Regions from separate parts of the Gossypium arboreum genome. Here region 1 is linked to region 2. The links are chromatin contacts, called in public Hi-C maps. All regions are on one chromosome and are shown on one strand. The core of a region is the stretch at or near the end of the contact, and the rest is flanking DNA. Distances in the headings are between cores, read along the strand shown. Region 1 has its middle 19 kb from the start of LOC108476135. Region 2 holds the start of LOC108476249 (spermidine synthase 1).

Region 1 (7,353 bases), core at 3,390-5,889, 88 kb after region 2:
AGTCCCTTATCTCATATCTTCTTAAGTTAGCTTGGAATGCTTATGTGTGTTCCATCTGGTGTGAAAGAAATGGTAGATTATTTGGTAGACCTGTAACTTCTGCAGATCATTTGTTAATAAAATTCAGGAAGTGGTTCGATGTCGTCTTTCTAGAAAGCTTATTAATTCTTTAGATCATTGTAATAGGCAGCTTTGTTTGAACTAGAATTTGTTGAATTGATTTTTGTTTTTCTTTGATTCTTTGATTTGTTGTACAGAACATTGTTATTCTTAGTTCTTTGTAGTAGATTTTTAGTTTCTTGGATAAAATACAAATATTTATCCAAAAAAAATAAGAATAATAATAATAAATTAAATCAATTAATTTTTTTATAAAATAAAAATAAAAATAATCTGGTGTGAAAGAAATGGTAGATTAATTGGTAGACCTGTAACTTCTGCGGATCATTTGTTAGTAAAATTCAGGAAGTGGTCCGATGCCATCTTTCTAGAAGGCTTATTAATTCTTTAGATCATTGTAATAAGCAGCTTTGTTTGAACTAGAATTTGCTGAATTGATTTTTGTTTTTCTTTGATTCTTTGATTTGTTGTACAGAACATTGTTATTCTTAGTTCTTTGTAGTAAATTTTAGTTTCTTGGATAAAATACAAATACTTATCTAAATAATAATAATAATAATAATAATAATAATAATAATAATAAATTAAATCAATTAATTTTATTGTAAAATAAAATAAAAATAATCAAAGATAGTACAACATTGAATCACCGGTAATTAAAGATAAAATTAATTTTATCAATATTTTAGCAAGGTTTTTCTTGAATTAAAATTATTTTTGTAATTATTTTTTATTTTATGTTAATTGTAAGACCAATATTAAGAAAAATATTTTTATTTAAAAATATGAAGTTAGTATATGTAGGCATAGGAAAATAGGAAAAAAATAGGCAGCCTCGAGATGCTTCATTGCGTAAGCTAATGTTTTAGGAATAAATTACAATATTCGTCCAAATATATATATATAGGATAACGGGCAGAGAATATTTCGAGTTTATCACAATGGAACCATTCTTTCTTTATTTGAAAGCATAAACACTTTTCGTTTTTGAATTTTTAAGTTATTTTAGTTTTTATTTAAATTTTTATTTTTTATATTTAAATTTTTGAACTTTTCGTAGAAAGAGATTTGACTAATAAAAAATTTTCAAGGCAGTCCAATATTTTTTTCTAAATCACCTCAAAAAATGAGAAGTTAATATTTTTAACTTTGCTGATGTTGTATACATGTGGACTCTCGGTAGATAAGTTGTTTAATTAGTTTTTTATTATTTTAACAATTAAAATATATATAAACTATTTTTAAAAATAAAATCATTAAATTGTAAAAACTTAATATTTTTAAAATTTAAAAATTAATTAAATGCTTCATCTACATAATAATTTACTTGTATGTCATGTCAGTAAAGTTAATAAACGATAAATTTTCTATCCATTTAGGGTGATTTGACAAAAATGTAAATTCAAATACCACAAGAGATGGAAATTAAATGGAAGGCTAATTTTTTTATTTTTTTTTGGTAAAGTTAGAGGGCAAAAATTTTGAAAAAAAACTACTCATATTAATTTCTATGGAAATTTCAATAAATTTTCTGGTTTTAAGTTTGGTAGAATTTTGGTTTTCAATTTAAGAGGAGAAATAAAATAATTCATAGGAAGAAATTAAAAGAATTTTGAATTTTATGATGAACCATAAAATAGAATGATTTTAATTAAATTTTAATTTGATGATAGGAATTTTAATTACTTGGATTGATTTTTTATATAAATAGATAGATAGATACAGATAGCAACCATGGCAGATCGAGGTTGAGATCTCATTTCGGCAACTTGAATCCGACCAACGTCTAATCTGACAATTCAACTTCCTAACGCATCTCCATTTTTTTTCCCTTTATTTTATTTAGAAAAACATGTTGATTTTTAAAATATTAAATGTGCAATATTTGTTTGAGAGGAGAAAAAACCATTCTATATTGATTAATCAACTGTTCACGGTGGCTCAAATAAGTGAGGGTTTCCGTCCTTACTCCTTTTGGCAACGACGGTATGCGGAGGAGAAGTCGGGGCCTGGTAGGGCCAATCACCTAAAATAAAAAATTTTCTATTTAGGTTTTTTTATAATTTATAAAATTTTAAATTAATAATAATAAAATTATACTTTAATCCTCTTAAAATAATAAAAATTAATTTAATCTTTTAAAAATTATAAAAATATAAATTATTAAAATAATAAAATTAAATTTTACTTTTATAAAATATATAATTTAATTCTTATCCAAAAAAATTTGACTTCACCGTAGATGGTATATTACAAGCAGATTTGCTTCTTTGAGTTTTGTGTTTGACTTTTGTAAGATTTGTTTCAAGCTTATTGATTGTTCCTTTAATTTATCTTGTATTAATTGAACACTTGTATGAAACTTAACCTTTTCTTGCTTGTTATCCTTTTTTAATAGAAAATCTCATGACCAAAAAACAAAAACTTTTTTACTTATTATTTTTTTTTTGAGTTTTACTCATTCTTGTAATATCATGTTTATAATTCATACTAAGTATTTTAATATTTAGGTAAATATTAGGTTTTCTTTGTATTAATATATCAAATAACCAAATGAGGTATTTTTTTAAAATTTTAAAAATGATTTTCTTTTTGAGAATTTTTCCTTATGGAGAAAAGAAATAGAATATATGCTGTAAACTTTAATTTTGGTAAAGCATGGGGCATGGGTGGCAGTGTATAGATATTTGTACACATAATATAAGGTAGCAAATATCAACGTCTACAGCTTATTGCTCTTTTTTATTATTTTGTGAAGTATATTGTTTTACACGTAGCCGGCTAGCTCTAGAAAACCAACATCTGAAGTGTGGTAAGCAAGCAAGATGAAAGTTGAATTGAGTCCACCGTAATAACTATTTTAACTTTTCAAGTTCTTTTATTTTGGTTATTAAAAAATATCCTTTTAATTTAGTTATCAATGTTAAAAAATTTAGTTCCTCAATTACCCTTAACAAACATTAAATATTTAACGTTTAATTGATTAAAATTATATTTTTTTACAATAATAATTCAATTAAAAAATATTTTTAAGTAATCAAAATAAAAACTCCCAATTAGGTTGTGTACCTAATAACAATAATAATATTCCACTTATACAGGTTGTGAAAAGAACCGATGGTGTTCCGTCAAAATCCCAAAAAGAAGGAAGGTGATGGATGGATGGATGGATGGATGAGTTTACGTGGGCGGCGTAATTTGGCATGGGGGTTTTCACACTTTGTAAGTCCATCATCAAATTAAAATGATGAGCTTCCAAGAAATTAGAGACTGGCAGTCAGGTGAATCACACGCAAGAAAAGATCCATTTGCCATGCAACTGTTGATGATGATGCCGATTTTATTTTTAATTATTATTCAAAAGTAGTAAGTTTCCACGACAACCAACTCTGACAAAGTCAAATGATATATCTATCCCCTACCACCAAAGTGTAGCAACCAACTCCTCCACTGACTGCTGTCCTTTATTCTTTTTTGGTCGGCAAATATGAGAGGGGGTCCCTCAACATGGGTTTGATTGCCTTCTTTTTTTACTTTCTTTTCTACACTTGCCTCTCCTCTATTATTCTTTTTCTATGGTCGGTTCAATTTATTGCAATTGTGCCATTTAGATTTTAGGTTTTTCTTCACTTATTTTGACAAACAAACAGAAAAAAAAAAAAACAAACTCTTGAGCATTATTTGATAATGTATCACAGTTTTCGATTTAATTTGATTTTTATTTTTAAATTTATTTTTTAGATTTAATTTTGACAATTTAAAAATTTCTCGAAAATTCAGTATTATTGTTATAGATATTATAGATTATTATGTTGAGGCATAATATATTTAAAATTTTGTAAAAATACCACAAAACTCTCTATACCATATCACAAATTGTATTTTAGTTTTTCTATTAAAAAGGTAAATTAGAGTGAAGAAAACAATTATTTTTTAAAATTGCACCTAAATGTTTGTTTTGATATTTATATATAAAATATAATAATAAATTTAACCCTTTATATTTATATATATTCATCAATTTTTAAATTCTATATTTTTAGCAATATTAGTAGTCCAAATCTTCCTGTAGTGCAATTTTCAATTATTTCATATATTATTTCAAGTACAAAGCTATTTTCATGTCAGTTAATATCTTTTAAATTGAATATCCATATCATTAGAAAACTTTGAAAACGCAAATTGAATCCATAACCAAAAGGAAAACAGGAAAAGTGCATTCAACTCCAAATTTTTAAAATTAGATTAATGATTGAATCAATTAGATTGTCAATTCGATTAAATAAATCATTAAAATTTTATAAAAATAAAAATTATTAAAATTCAATTCAATCTATTTTTACTGAGTTCTTATCGGTTCTGAGTCAACCTATTTAAAACCTATCTCTAAAATAATACTTTAATTAATTTTTAATTTAGTTAATTCAACCAATTAATTCAATTCGATTCAGACAATCTTGTCGAACTGAAGGCATTACAGTGCGGCAATGCCAATATTTCGAAACAAGAGTGCTACTCGCCCATGAAGCGTTGATGCCATGGCCCATGCAGCTCATATTTCGCATAGATTGTATCCATTTGGTCACTGAAAAATTGGTGGTGCAAAATAAAAATGAAGAAAAAAACAATTGTAGATGTTAAAATCACAGAAACGTCAATTGGAGTATTTTATTAGTTTTTCAACTTAAATTTTTAATAAAAATTATAGAAATTTTAAAATTTTAATGACTTTCTAATTTTTAAAATTTTAAAGATTTTTTTATTTTTAAAATTTGTTACTAGGTTTTCATTTTTCCTTTAGCTTTATTAGTTTCAAAATTTTCTAATTTATTTCTAATAAAAAGTAAGGGTTAAATTGAATAAATGTATAAATGTTTATGGCTAAATTTGTTATTACATCTCATGTACAATTTTAACGGAGGAATTGTTTTCCTCACTCATCTAGCATACAAAAACTAATTTACTATTTTTTCAATAGAAAAACTAAAAAGCAATCCAATGTATAGTACAAATGATTTTGTGATACTTTTTTTATCAAATATTTATAATTCTAAACTTTATATCACAAATAACATATTTACACGTATCATTATAATAGAGTGTAACTTAAGCTAAGTTGATTACCTTTTATTTATCCACTAAAAAATTATTTCATTTTTGGAGATTCATAAAAATATAATATTTTTCCTATTATTTAATTTCTATGGAGTATGCCACGAGTTAAAGTGCACTAATTCAGTTAAAAATATTATTTTGTTTTTAAAATAATTTATATTACTCGAGTGTATTTTAGTCTTTTATTTTTAAAAAATACAATAAAAATGTATGTTATGGGATTACAGTCACACCAATTGCATACATGAAACTAAGTTTACCACTCAACCAAAGCTCTATTTTGATTTTTTTATACATTTTAATTTTATTATATACACTTTATGATCTACATTAATTGTATATATATATTATTATTTAAGTCCTTGACTAAGTTGGTGTCACGAGTTAATCGGGCATCAACTTGGTTAGTGAAATTACAAAAAATATCCTTTCGTATGCGTATTTATTCTAATTTTTTATTTAAATATTTTATATATATTTCATGTGTTATTATTAAATAATTTCAAACCATGCGTTTTATTATTTATTGTATATTATTCTAAAACATAGTATTCATTTAGTATTCTTAATATGATGTATTAATGTGTTTAAATTGTCATTTTACTCACAATATAATCTAATTGTTCTATTTTAATATCGTACATATTTTATGTGTTGTTATGATTAATTAGTTTCAACCCAAAGATTTCATTGTTTACCTTATGTTTTTTAAAACACACGACTACATTCTAAATTCGTGGGATCCTCATGCATATGTCATAGGCTAAAAATCAAAGCATGTGACAAATGCACATAAATCGTCTCATGGAGGTCAATTGATTAAATGAGGCTCATTTGATCAACTAGAATTTGTCTGATTTGTGGAACCCATGGAGAAGCCCATCTTTTTGAAGTCTTTGTGGCCCAGAAAAATACTCTAGTAAAACTAAAGTTACCATGGTTAATGTAAATTTTAAGGGATAAGATTGTATAGAGTTTAAACCCCTTAGGACTCTAATCTTGTAGATAGGCACTAAGATCAACTGTTGATGTAATTCAATTTGTATCATTGGATCTAGGGAAGCTCAACTATAAATAGAGGTCTTCCCTTCATTTGTAATCACTTCATCCCATTTTACTTTATTCTTAAGTTGAAGAATATGTTTTAAGATCATTTACTCAAACACTTGGTGTTAATTGCTTCCTTGTGACTTTTTTCAATTTCTTTCGTTCCTCATTCACTTTTAAGTTTGCTTCTATTCTATTTTGATGCCTTAGAGAAATTCTGGAAAATTCCTATCTTTCGAGAGTAAGTCTAACTTAAGTAGATTTGAAACAAAAAAATGGCCTAAGGTCGTTTAATGTTCCATACTAAAGTTCTAACCTCATAACACATACGTGTATGATAGAATTTATAATATTCATAAATATCCTAACCAAAACTTTAAGTCCAAAAGCCAATTTTAGACCCTAAATCTTAAATCCTATTTTTGACCTTAATCCTAAACCTTAAAATCCAAATCCTAACCTCTAAATCCTAAATCCAACCTTAAACATTAAAATCTTTAACTATTGTCCAAAAATCTAAATCTTAGTTCACTATTGCTACAGGTTAATATTTATTTAATTAATTATTATAAAATTTTCCTTAAAAATTATTATAGAAATTTTGGAGATTATAGTGAAAATTTTATTTGGAAAAATTAATAATTAGAGGCGACAAACAAACAATTTCAAACTAAATCATATTTGGTTATTTTCAGATTTAGATTATTTCAAGTTTAAATTTTTTAGGGTTTGGGATTTTCAAGGTTCAAACCTTTTAAGATTCAAAATTTTTCAAGCTCGAATTATCTTGAATTTAGATTGATTCAAATTGGGTGTGCTTATACAAATTCAAATAATTTTAAAGTTTTTAAATTATAAAAAATATTTTGAAAGTATTAATTAATGTTACTTTTATATGATGATAACACAATCCAAATTCAGCTCATAAGAAGCTATATATATTCTATTAAAATAGAGGTCTTTTATATAATATAACTAAAAAGTGCTTGTTATATGTAATATTTATGATTATAAGATATGTCTATAAATTTTATATATGTGAATATCTATAATATATAAAAGTGAGAAAAT
Region 2 (6,410 bases), core at 257-2,756:
AGACCCTAACTTGCAAAAGTAACACCAGCCTCATACTCCACAACTTTCACAGTAACTACTATGAAAGAACCCATAAATCCAAGAATCAAAATTGGAAGCAATGGATTAACACATTGAATTATGAATGAATATAGATCAGACGTCGCTATTAAACTAATAGTACACACTCCCAAATAAGAAAAATACACACAAGTGACAACATGCAAGCAGTATGCACTTCGAGATGTCAATCATATAAACAAGCAAATGTGCACAAAGAAGCGTAAACGCTTAACATTCAATGAAAATGTAGTTAACTAGAAGTTAGACATATAAAAATAAAGCTTTTTTTTTTTTTTCCTTTTCCTTTTTCACTATAAAGAATCACAAACAGACCCACTACACAAGCAGAAATGACAACCAAGTTACATGAGATGTCCAAAATAAAAACATCCTCAATATGGGAGATGGGACCATTTGAGAACCCCTTTTTTCCCTAAAGAAGAGCCAAAAACAGAAAATATCAGATAAGAACGCACATCAGAAGTGACGAATAAAAGGGGGAACGAAGTTGAAAAGAACCCAACCCATGAATTCAATCAAAATAAGTAACGCCCTTAGATGGAACCAATATCTTACACAATCAAAATAAGCACAATAAAATAAAATAAAATAAAATAAAATTTTTTCATTCAAATCAGTTGAAAGCCAAATAAAAAGCACAGAAACTTGTTCACCCATAATCTAAAACAAATCTATAACCATAAAAAATATAAATAGATTAAAACATGCATCGAAAATCATAAAGGAAAAAAACCCAGATTTAAGAAAAAAGCCCTCTTTGGAATCGAAGCAGAGAAAGAAAAAAAACAACACTTTACATTCTTTTCTCCAAAAGGAAACGTAAAGAAAAGATTAGGAGAAATAATGGGGAATTAGGAGAGTTGAAAAACGAACCAGGCCACATTGGGCTAATCTCAGAGAACCATCCAGGAATAACAGAGGAAATCCCATCAGCTTCCTTGGAAGTATTATTGGTATCAGCTTCCATTTCCATGGCAACAGCAGCAGCAGCAGAAGAGACCCCGTTTTCTTCGTCTTCCCTGGGCCTTTTAACGGGCAAATCAGCACAACTTACAGGGGCACCGCTCTCTTCTGCCATTGAGACACCTATTTGTTTCTGTTTTAGAAATACAAAAAAATTGGGAAAAAGACCTAAAAAGAATCGGAAAATAGAAAATCTCGGGTTGGCTGGATACAGGTCACTGAAAGATAAAAAGAGGCCACACTAGCTTGGTCTTTGGTCTTGCTTTATAGTAGCATCCAGACGCCTGTTGCTGTAAGGGCTGGGCTGTTTAGGCCTTCGCCAAATAATATATTAATATAATATAAATTAAAAAGCAGAAAAAAAAGAATATTTGAGGAAGAAAAATCAAAATTTCAATTTATATCGTCATATATGGATTACGAAGAATCTGCTTGCAAACGACGCGTCTTTTGTGTGTGGACTGAGATTGTGACTTGTGAAGTTGTGATTTTCTTTCTCCTTTTTACTTAATTAATAATTAATATCGAAAAATACTTTTTATAAAATTTTCAGTTATTAAATTAGACAAAAATATTTATGTATGAATTTCAATGAACAACGCACATTATTTTTTAATAATGCCGAGTTGGATTCTGAACAATAAAGATTTTTCCAATTTAGTAAAATTGAATCAAATAAACAAAATCATTACTACTAGAACAATGATAATAAATGATAAGGTTCTCAATTAGGGTTGGGATTGTGATGAAATCATGTTTCGTTGGGATTATCAATGAAATTTTTATTTAATGATAAATATTTTTTTGCTTTATGTCAGTGTGAAAAGTTGGGGAATATCTAGGCGTAATAAAGCTACTGTTGGTGGATGATGCCGATATTTGTTAGATTTCCCTTTCTTTTTTATTTATTTGTCTGTTTTTGTTGCCTTCTCAAAATATAGAAACTATAAATTGCTCTGCATGTGGGTTGGATACCATGGAATATATGGGATTGTAGACTTCAATCTTATCATCTTTACTATTTCATTTGGTCACGGGGGATTTGTTGTATTTATTTTTATAAATTATTATAAAAATAAAACATGATTATCCAAGTGATATGGAATGCTCAAAATAGCTTATTTCAAAACCTTCATCTTCCTTTGTCATGCATTTTAAGAAGTTGCATGATTAAGAAGGTTAAGAGTAAAGATGAGAGAAATGAAGGAGAAACGTGGTATTATCACTTCGGTTGTAAGACGACTAACTAAATGATATATTGGTAGAGTTTATTTATGAGTAGGAACCTTATATAAGACATCTGAAAATAATTGTTTGTGTGTGGTTTTTTAGCGACTAATTTTTTGTATTTCTAGGGAATACATTGTTGAGTTTATTATACTTTGTTACTTCAAGTATTTTTGGAGACGTTATACTTACAAGTGAGGCTATTTAAGAGAGAGTGAGTGTACATCATTTGGTGATATTAAGATTGCGATTATCCAGTCAGTATTGGATAATTTGAGATTAAATCAAGTGTTGTATTGAAAAAAAATATTTAGAGGATTCATTCTTTTAGTAAGACTCTGCAGATGTAAGATTGTTTAATCCACACAGCGCCTAGAATTTTCGTCTCTCAAATTTTTTTGCTCCCTTATTTAACTTGCAAAACAAGTCTGTTAAAAAACTAGTTACTAACATTTGATTCAACAACTTTTTCCAACAAGAGTCGAAAACATCTTAAAAGGCCAATGTTTGTATTTTCATTTGAATGTTGATTTGAATTTTATCAATGTTAATATTTGGAGATTATTAACTAGCTTATTAAATATATGGTCAAATCTGATCATGACACTAGAAAAGCACATTATTTAACATAACGAATATGTTGAAATAGTAAATCAAACAAAGTAGAACACTCAAGCTGATGTCGATCCGATTTTTGTTGAAAATTATGTTGCAACAGAAAATACAAGTGAAGGTATGTTTATCCTTCAATAGACTTTTAGACTGATTAAGCTCAAATTTATAAGTGTTAAATATAAAATTAGTACTTGAATTTGTCCACTTCTCCTAAATTAGTATTTACGATTTTTTTGTCCCAGATTGGTACCCGAACTTATTTCCATCTACTAAATCAGTACTAAGTCTAACGTTGTTAAGCTTAGGAGACGTGACATAATAATATTGTGACACGTGGCATAAATGATGTCATGGTGATCTCAAAAAATTAAAAAAAAAAAACTTCTTTTTTCTTTTGACTTTTCTTTCCCCCTAAATTTTTTTAAGGTTCCTTTTCTTTCTTTATTTCGATTCATCCCTAGAGTTGAATACCTCATTCAAGAATTGTTTTTGATCCAATCCGTAGGAATCAATAGAAAAGGTAAATCCCTTATAATACACTAGATCCGGCTCGGTTATTGATAGAGTGAATAGATTTGCCATTCTTGAAATCTCTCTTCTGACTCAAAATCGTGGTGTAACGTATATCCGCTCCTGTTCTGGTCATGGAATAGATGAAATAAATAAAAAAAAATGGATTCTTCTTTCTCCTTCAACCCAAGTTGCTGCCCTCATCGTTGCTGATGGTTGGCCTCCTTTTCAGCCTAAAAATAGCACCAGAGTGTCAGTCAACAGTTTTTTATCTTCTCCAACTTCATCTCCTTCCTTTGTCAGACTTTTCAAATAAAAAAAACTTTTAATTTTTTTAATCAAAAGCTTATCTGTTTCTCTTTCATGTTTCTTTTAAGGGAGGTGAAGATTGGGCATTAATGTTTGTGAAAACAAATCAAAGGAAATGAAAGAAGAGGAGGAAAAAGTTGACCAGTTGAAATTTCTCCCCAAAATAGCTCTTCTGTCTTCCAAATGTATCTATCAAACATGAAAAATTGAATCGAAACATAACAGTAGTTTCAAATCTCTTGATCTTTGTTCATCGTTTTTCCTACAGATTCTTAAAAACTTCAAGAAAATAAAAAGGAATATTCACGATTAGTTACCAGAATTAGCAAAAAAACATTCTTCCAATCTCTCAAGTGTATCTACAAAAAAGAAAAATTGAAAATCTAGCTTTTTTTTCTAGAGAAACAAACAAAAAATAAATAAATGGAAGGGAACGGTCTTAAGGTTGAAGAAGGAAAAGACTAGTGAAAAAAAATTGTTGACTATTACTACCAAACAAGAAGAAGAAACTTGGGTTGAAGGAAAAAGAAGAAAAATAATAAAAAAGGAAGAAAAAAAAAGGAACTCAAAAAAATTGGAGGGAGGGGAGAAAAATCAAAAGGAAAATTTTTAATTATGACATCACTATGATGTCATTTATGCTACGTGTCACAATCTTATTTTGCCACGTGTTTTAAACTTAACATCGTTAGACTTAGGTACCGGTTTAGTTGACAGAAAAAAAAAAGTTCGAATATCAATCTGGGACAAAAAAACCATAAGAACCAATTTGGGAGAAGTGGACAAATTCAGGAATTAATTTTATATTTAACCTTTATTTATAACGATGAAATGGAAAAAACCTTTGCTCAACTATTAAAAGTGCAACACAATGTCAAGAAGGTCATATTTGCTAAATTTATTTATGACTTAGAGAAAATGACACGGTAGAGAAATTTTCTTTAGCATTTTTGCCAAAAAGGAGGAAGAGTAAAAGTTATGGACAACAAATGATAATATTTTGAACTTGGTGTTGTGGTTATGCTTCTTTAGTTTTTTATGTTAATATTTTGAAGTTGACTTTTGTTGCTATTATGTTATAACTCTATTGACTACTAGATGATTGTTCTATTAGTTATTTCAATATTATTATCTTGGAGATGTGATGATTGCTTCATATTCTCTGCTTATGCATGATTGTTGCTGATGAAAAGTTCAAACTATCATTTTGAGTATGTTGATGATGAATCTAGTTCTTTTTGTTTAGTTTTTAACTTTGTATCATCTATAGGATTTTGTATGCTTCATTTGCTGCAAAGTTATATTAAAATGCCAAAGAGGGGAGATTGTTAGAAACTTTAGCAGTCGAACTTTTTGTTACAACATGAGTTTTAACAACCTTTTATAATAATCAAAGTATTTTATTGAATTGACAATTTTGATTTATAATATTTTAAATGACGTGTTTAAATGTCGAGATAGGCAACAAATGCAAATTTTTGTTGTTAAAAGGGAACTAGATTATATATTGATAGAGTCCATTTTCTAAGAGAAACCTTTGGAGAACAAAGAAGAGTTAAAATGTTATGGATTTATCTAGTTGAGTTTAATGGCCAAATCTGATAAGCTTTTGAAGATGTTGATAGTTTCAAAACTTAGCATATATCTAGCATCTTTTAAATTCGAAAATCAAGTGATTAAAGGCTTACCTTCATAAGATAAAATGTGCGGAATAAGGTAGCCAAAAATCACAGTTTGGTTGTGGTTTATTGGGGAGTGTTTATTTGTTCTTGGGAATATTTTGTAGTTTTTTTTTTGTTGGAGAGGTTATACTTGTAATTGAGGTTATTTGGGGAGAGCGAGTGCAAACAATTGAGCAACATTGATGCTGCAATTATATGTTTGAGTTTTGGGTAGGTTGGGCTTAAATTAACTGTTGTACCAAGAAAATTAATTAGTGGATTCATTCTCTAAGCAAGGCTCTGTAGAGATATGATTGTTTAATCTGAATTGCATTAAGAATTCTGGTATCTCGTTATTCTTTTACTCCCTTATTTAACTTGTTAAACAACTATGTTGAAAAAACTTGTTACAACATCTGTTTTGACAACAACTTGAATAAAGGCAAACTAAATTGCTTTTTCAAATATCATTTCAAGCTCTAGCATCTATTGTTGTTTTTACTACTATAATGGTGTTGCATCTGTTTTATGCATATTGGCCATATCTATGTGATTTCAAATGAAAGTTGATATGAAACATCCTCACATCAGTATTGTAACATATCCTAACCCTAAACCGTCGTCAGAACAGGGTTATGAGGTATTACCTGACATATCAAATAAAATACGAAATTTAAACAAATAATTTACAAACATCTCATAAATATATCATATGTACTATCCAAATCAATTCAATTGATTTCATTCAATCCAATTCAAATACCATTCCAAAATAACCTAAACATGCCATTTCATAATCTTAACATTTCATTTATATTGTATATAACCATCCAAGGTTAATTTATAATACCATTCACAAACATATTTCAAAATGACCTATACAATCAACCTAGGCACATGCCATTTTACAAAAGAGAATATACATAACCACTTTACTGAGTTTGGGATTGGTTTGGATGCTGATCCGAAACTTTTGACTTCAACTAACCTGCACACGGAGACAATCGTACGCTGAGTATATACACTCAGTGGTATTACTATAATTCAAAATTTGAAAGCAAA

What was found. A called contact is a pair of places that touch in the nucleus more often than the background predicts.
Region 1: a Hi-C map of leaf shows a contact between it and region 2, with 4 times the contacts expected there. The contact joins the enhancer-like site here to the promoter of LOC108476249 in region 2. A contact is called at or near these places in 2 of 5 Hi-C or Micro-C datasets (both in leaf).

The regions. Positions count from the first base shown.
Region 1 is chr3:14,718,977-14,726,329 of ASM2569848v2, forward strand. No RefSeq gene overlaps it. Among protein-coding and RNA genes, the nearest start is that of LOC108476135, 19 kb to the right of the region's middle. Within about 2 kb of position 4,640, at least 1 of the 2 cell types and tissues checked has an H3K27ac peak or open chromatin away from gene starts, as enhancers often do. A contact at or near this core is called in leaf, where this site is marked.
Region 2 is chr3:14,634,360-14,640,769 of ASM2569848v2, forward strand. It overlaps LOC108476249 (spermidine synthase 1), which reads right to left and starts at 1,507. Exons shown (of 9, transcript XM_017778400.2): 1 at 937-1,507. The coding sequence starts at 1,141.